Linked DNA regions of Mus musculus: region 1 is linked to region 2. A link is a contact called in public Hi-C data. All regions are on one chromosome and are shown on one strand. Each heading gives the region's core, a stretch centred on a gene start, on an enhancer-like site or on the middle of the called end of the contact. The rest is flanking DNA. Distances are from core to core; before and after follow the strand shown. Region 1 holds the start of Mfhas1 (malignant fibrous histiocytoma amplified sequence 1). Region 2 overlaps Gm39162 (a long non-coding RNA gene).

What was found. Hi-C and Micro-C count contacts between places; a contact is called where the count stands out from the background.
Region 1: a Hi-C map of liver shows a contact between it and region 2, with 4 times the contacts expected there. The contact joins the promoter of Mfhas1 here to the enhancer-like site in region 2. A contact is called at or near these places in 9 of 39 promoter capture datasets (the 3T3-L1 cell line, fetal liver, hippocampal neurons and 4 more), 1 of 15 datasets of contacts at CTCF or cohesin (the NIH/3T3 cell line), 29 of 484 Hi-C or Micro-C datasets (the 3T3-L1 cell line, 3T3-L1-derived adipocytes, B cells and 19 more), 5 of 115 datasets of contacts at active chromatin or transcription factors (bone marrow-derived macrophages, embryonic stem cells, fetal liver and 2 more) and 2 of 9 other capture datasets (adipose tissue and macrophages).

Annotation. Positions count from the first base shown.
Region 1 is chr8:35,586,137-35,589,482 of GRCm38.p6, reverse strand. It overlaps Mfhas1 (malignant fibrous histiocytoma amplified sequence 1), which reads right to left and starts at 1,694. Exons shown (of 3, transcript NM_001081279.2): 1 at 1-1,694. The coding sequence starts at 1,110. It overlaps Gm16793 (predicted gene, 16793), which reads left to right and starts at 463. Exons shown (of 3, transcript NR_040376.1): 1 at 463-645.
Region 2 is chr8:35,515,975-35,519,100 of GRCm38.p6, reverse strand. It overlaps Gm39162 (a long non-coding RNA gene), which reads left to right. Exons shown (of 4, transcript XR_870345.1): 4 at 677-705. Among named protein-coding and RNA genes, the nearest start is that of Gm39162, 18 kb to the left of the region's middle. Within about 2 kb of position 1,445, at least 7 of the 459 cell types and tissues checked have an H3K27ac peak or open chromatin away from gene starts, as enhancers often do. A contact at or near this core is called in hepatocytes, kidney and liver, where this site is marked.

The sequences.
Region 1 (3,346 bases), core at 445-2,944, 70 kb before region 2:
GTCCTTGATTTTCCACAAGCCTACCCGGGAGAGCTGGCCAAAGTTGTCCGGCAGCACAGCGATCTGGTTGCCCTGGAGCACCAGCTCCTCCAGGCCAGTCAGCTCCACAATGGAGTCTGGCAGGTACCGGATGCGGTTATTATCCAGCCACAAGGTGAGAAGCCGACCCAGCCCGGCGATAAGAGAGGGCACTGAGGTGAGCTGATTGCGACTAAGATAGAGCTCCTCCAGACCAGCCAGGGGCAGCAGCGCAGCAGGGAACTCCTCGAAGAGGTTGGAAGAGAGGTTGAGCATTTTGAGCCTCTGCAGACGGCTGAACTCGTCGGGCAGAGCCTGGAGCCCGTTGTTATCTAACATGAGGCTCTCCAAACTGGCCAGCTCGCAGAAGCCTCTGGGCAGCGTGCCAAGCTCGGCCCCGCTAAGCCAGAGGATCTTGAGGGCACGCAGGGCACTGATATCCTCAGGTAGGCCTCGCAGCCGGTTGCTGGAGACGTCGAGCTCCTCCAGGGCAGCCAGCTGCAGCAGCTGCTGGGGAAAGGCGGTGAGCTGGTTGTGGTCCACGTCAAGGGTCCGAAGGTGGTTGAGGCAGGAGAAGGAATCTGGCAGATGCGCCAGCCGGTTGAAGCTGACATCCAGCTCCTCCAGGTGGGCGAGGGCACCCAGCTGGGCAGGCAGGGCTGGCAACTGGTTGTGGCTCAGGTTGAGTTTGCGCAGCTCCCTCAGGGCGCTCACCACCTCGGCTCCCAGGATGGTCAACCGGTTGTGGCTGACGTCCAGTTCGGTAAGGTGGTGGCCTAGCTCCGCCACCGCAGGGGGCAGCCGGGCAAAACGGTTCCTGCGCAAGACCAAGACGCGAAGGCTGCCCAGAGCTGACCCCAGACCTTCAGGCACATCCTCGAGGCCGTTGTTCCCCAGGTTCAGCACCTCAATGTCCCCGATGTTGGCCGGCAGCACCAGCTGGGGGGCGTCGGGGGACTCCAGTGGGTCGCCTCCGGCCCCTGGGCAGCTGAGCGTGAGCTGGCGCAGGTTGCTCCGCAGCTTCCTGGCTCTCAGGGCGGCGTCCCGCCACAGCCTCACCGTCTTCAGGTTGCCACTGTCCTGGCCAGCCATGGCGGGGCCCCGCGCCGACAACCCTCACGCCGGTACCGGAGCCCGCAGCTGCATGCCGCGCTGGACTCCGGCGGGCGCCCAGCCCCCGGGCCCTCTAGCTCCCGCTGCTCCCGGGCCACCACCCCTGCGCGGCCGGCGGCCGTGGGTCCTAGCGCAGCCGGTGGCGGGCGGCAGCGACGCAGGCAGGTTTGAGGGGCTCCGGGCAAGCGGCTCGGAGCTGGGCTGCGGCCGCGCAGCGCGGCTCGCATTCTCCGTGCTCCTGGGCCATGGGCGCGCCGGGCAGCAGGGCCGCCGCCCGCCGCGCCGCGGAGGATGCCTGCTCCTCCTCCAGCTCCGCCCGCCTCGCCGAGCCTCGGTAGCCGACTCCAGCCCCGCTACCCTCGCAGCGGCGGTCCGGAGGCCGGCGGCGTCACCTCCGCGAGCTGCAGGAGGAGGGCGGCGCTCGGCTCCGCGGCGGGCATGCTGCGGGCGCAGGGCCGGGGAGCCGGAGGTGAAGGCGTCTCCTTGTCTCCGTTTCCCCGCGGCTCGGGCGGGAGCGCGAGCGCCGCGTCCCCGGCGCTTGGAGAGCGCGATCGGGAAGCTACAGCGCCGCCCGGTGGAGCGGCCCCCACGTGACCGGCGGAGGCGCCGCTTGTTCCCGGCACCGCCCCTGGGGCGGGAGTTGCAAGTAAGCGCAGGCTTTGGGGTTTGGGGGGTCCAGCTACAGTGGGGCCGGCGACGTGGACTTCGCCCTGCGCCAGGCGCACCAGATGCGGTCCTCAAAGCTGATGTGGGACTCCGGGGTCTCCGGGTTGGTTTCTCCTGCATCAGGTTCTTTGTTGGTCCTGGCCTCTAAGGATTTCTTATTCATCCCTAAGCATAGGATTTAGCTGGCTTTCTTGCTCATCCTTCCCATGCGCCATACATCCACACCTCTATAGAGCCGGCAGAATTTAAGGACCTGGGTGTCCAAGGAGCTTAGAACAAGAGGGTAGTTATAAAAGGCAGATGGGGGAAAAGCAAAGAACCTTTTAATCCATTTGATAAGTTAGTTATTGGGGACTATTTGTACTAGGTCAACCGAAGCCTAGTTTTCAGCTCCCCTGGTTTGAGCCAGCACATCTCAGGCCTGTTGTGGGTGGCTGGGGGTTGGAGGCCATGCAAGATGTCTTAAGTCTGTACTATCCCATTTAGCGCCACAGCCGAATGCAACATGCTACATCTTGAATCCGACATTCCCCGTATTCTGTGGATTCAAAGAAATGACCGTATTATCAGACACATTTTCGCTATTGCAGGGTTCAGTGTGGGCTTGTTTCCATTGAGAGGAAGTTGGTTTGAGATCATATCTATACTCAAGTAATCTCCGAATTTATCAAAGCCGTGAAACCTGTCAAGACCGCAGAGATCACCTCTACCACTCCTTTCCAGTTGCTTAATCACTTTATCTGAGGAACACCGACAGGCAACAACTGGTTGAAAAGGACAGTCACTTTCATCGAGGGTGTGGTCACTGATAGCTTGCCAAAGCTCCAGCAGTTGGCTCCATACCACGATAATAAGGGCAACACAAATTAGACTCAATTTGCAAGCAAACAAGCTATCCTTCCATTGTAACTGTCTTCAGAAAACTCTTCTCCATTTGTCATTAGATAATCGATCATTTTGTTTATCTGCTTAAGAGAGCTGAGTAGTGCCTGGGACCTGTCAGCTTTTAGGCATGCCCCTTATCACCCCGGCTATAAAGGAGGTGAGTTTGCCTGCAAGGAACAATCCTCTACTTGCAAAGTCCTGAAAGATCCCTATGGCTAGAGTGATTTTTTTCCTCAGTTCTAGAGTTTGAACCCAGGGTTTCCAGCATGTGAGGCAAGAGGCAAGGTGACTTCTGGGAGCAAAGTTCATACTGAGCAAGCTTGGGAAAAGCCTGTACAAGAGCCCCTGAAGCTACGCATGTTCCTGCAGGCCTGTCACTGCAGCACCTGAGGGACTGAATGAAGCAAGAGGGTTTAAAGTGTGAGGTCATGGTAACATTAACTTCTTCAAGCAAAGAAGAACGTGGAGTTCTTTGAAAGCCAGGCTACTAAAAACTAAAATGTTAAATCAGGAGAAAGAATATTTTAAGTAATGGGAGAAAGGAAGAAAGGAAAGAAGGAAGTGAGGAAGGAAGAGAGTGAGGAAAGGAGGGAAGGGGGAAGGGAGGGAGGGAGAGAAGGGGAAAGGAAGGAAGGGAATGGAAAAGAGAAGGAAGGAAGGAAGG
Region 2 (3,126 bases), core at 196-2,695:
ATTAAAAGGAAGAAAAGTGGGCCAATAAGGTTTAATTTGATTTTTTTTTTTTGCTATTGAGTACATACTACTCTTATCTCATATATTTTTGAATGGAAATATCTATGTTTAGAAGCTTAAAATATCTAATCCATAATAGAAACAAAACATGGATACCATCATAAATCAATTTCACTTTTAATGCAATAAAGGCAAGAATTACAACATTACTATTGCAGCATACTATTCATTTGTGCTGTGACAATGAGCTTTAAATTTTAATTCAGATCTTAATAAATTTTAGATCTAAAATTACTATGTAATCTGTTCTTGAATTAATTTGTTTCTAAATTATGCTTTTGCTGCATAATTAATTTAAATCAATAGGAGAGGTTATGATTAAATGGGAAAAATCTGAATGTCTGTAAAATTTAAATATTACTAAGGGTTGTATAAGATATAATAAGTGAAAATCCACTTATATATAGTATTTGTCAGGGTTCTCTAGAGTCACAGAACTTATGGGTAGTCTCTACATAGTAAGGGAATTTGTTGATGACTTATAGTCTGTAGTTCAACTCCCCAACAATAGTCAGCAGCAGCTGTGAATGGAAGTCCAAGGATCTAATAGTTTCAAAAAGATCAAGGCAAGCAGGCAAAGGAGAGTGATATTCCTTCTTCCAATGTCCTCATGTAGGTCTCCAGTAGAGCATGTGGCCCAGATTAAAGGTATGTACCACCACACCTGGATCTGGTACTTGCTTTGTCCCAGATGACCTTGAACTCAGAGATCTCCTTGCCTTAGTCTCCTGGGATTCATAGCCACTATGCCTCAAGATCTCCATGCCAAGATCCAGGTCAAAAACTTGTGTCTTCCAGCCTCAAGATCTGGATCACAGGTGAGCCTTCCAATTCTGGATTGTAGTTCATTCCAGATATAGTCAAGTTGACAACCAGGAATAGCTAGAACATATATGGAATGACTATTTTATGACCTATAAATATTTTTTTAATTCCCTTGAAGGCTTTGGATGTTATTGTTTAGGTTCTTGATTGTTTAGACCTTAAACACTCTACAGATGCTTTTGTGTTGAGGGCCTGATCCTCTACTGGAAGAAGGTGAGGTTTAATGGAAGGAAGTTAGGCTGTTTTCAGTATTCTCTTGAAAACCTTGCAACCCAGCTCCTACTTCCATCTCCTCTTGATTCCCAGAGGCCACAAGGTGAGTATGTCCTCTCCACCACGCTATGACATTGAGACACACACAGGCCAGAGAGCAAATGAGCAGCTGGTCAAAATGTAAAATTCCTGAATTGAAGAATGAAAACAAAAATTTCCTCTTCCCCAGTCACTTCTCTTAGGTATTTACTTACAACAACGACAGAGAACAAACACCACAGGGTATTCAGTTAAATGGCTTTCAAGATCAAATACGCAAATAGAGCAGTGATTTCTGGAAAACAAGACTTAGTTCACAGTAGAATATTAATGTTCACTAAAGAATGACCTGGGCTTTGTCCTCTAGTCTTTGGCATATGTCCTGCCTAATATTCATTTATTTGCTTACTAGAGGACTTTGAACCAGAAAATCATCACTAACAATATAATTCAGTGAGAGCTTTGGATTATGAATCATCAGATTAACCTCTGTAGTGTGTGGCAGCTAAAGTTAGCTATGCATGTAGGTAGCTATTATCTGAGACCGTGCTCCCTTACAAAGTCACCACTGTTCAGGCAAGCTTTCCCAGTTGGCAGTACTCACACAGATTATCACACATTGTAGGGAGGAATCGGTACCATTTGTACCTCAACTGGAAAGACCTTGCATTTGGAAGTCTAGGGATTCCATCCGTGTTCCTCTGTACTTTGTGCATAATAAACCATAACTGCATGCCAGCTTTGTGTTCTTGGAACCCTATTAACTTTTAGCTGGCCTCAGAAAAAAGGGCAATCCTGGGGACTTGTGAATGTCATACCTGACTACCTGGAAAATCCCTGAGTCCCTCTGACTCCAGGTAAGAAAAGAGCTATGACTCTCCGCTCTACTCTATCCTATCTAGTTTCCTTTACATCACCTCTAACATTCCAGGGGAAGATGGGCAGATGCAAGAGGACAAGGAGGCATGCTCCTTCCCACTCCATAGAATTAAAGAACCAGGAAGCCAACATCATTCTTGACTCTCAGAGTGCAGGGATTTCAGACACTCAGTGGCTCTGGCCCAGGGATCATGACAGCTTTTGCCCTCTGGGGAATGCCCTTCCTTCTCTTTATGTCCTTCTACGTCTTCCAACATCTTGTCCAATATTGCTAAATTAATCCTCTTCCTGTTTTCAGTTTTCCTGAGAATATAGTGACTGATAAAGATTCCCTGAGAATAATGGGAATAATAATTCCGCCTCCCCCTTTTTTATCATATGGAAGTATGGTGAGAATCTACTACCTGTCTAGTGGTTGCTAGGTTGTTCTATGGTTGATGAAGAATCATCTAATTTCACAGTATCATGATGCCATGAAGAAAAGTATGATCTAGGAAATATATGCAGAATAGTGAAGGTCTCTATTTAAAGGAACTATGGAAAGATATATTTAAAAGTGTGTTTACTGTATCAAGACAAATTTTTAAAACCAAGCCAGGTTGCCCCGTTTTTATGATATTTACTCTCTGTAGTCATAAAGCCATAGGGAACAGGCATCAAGACTGTAAGCTCTGCAATTAAATTTCATTTTTGCCATTTACTGGCAGCTTGGTTTTACGTCTCTCTGAACTCATTTCCTCATGTGTGTAAAATGGGAATAAAAGTAGGCCTGTATCAGGGGCTTGAGAGACAGTTCAGTAAGTAAGGTGCCTGCCACACAAATATAAGGACCAAGTCTTACTCCCAGAACCTTAATAAAACCTGGCATTGGAGGTGGAGAGATGGCTCAGCTATTAAGAGTACTCTTTGCTCTCCTAGGGCACCTGAGTTTGGTTGCCAGAACCCAGGTCAGGTGACTCACAACTGACTGTGACTCCAGTTAGCAAATGATTGAGGAAGATGACCGGTGTCAAACTCTGGCCTCCACTTATGTACACACACACTCACACACACACACACACACACACACACACACACGAACCTATAAGCACGCACGTGAACATATAACAT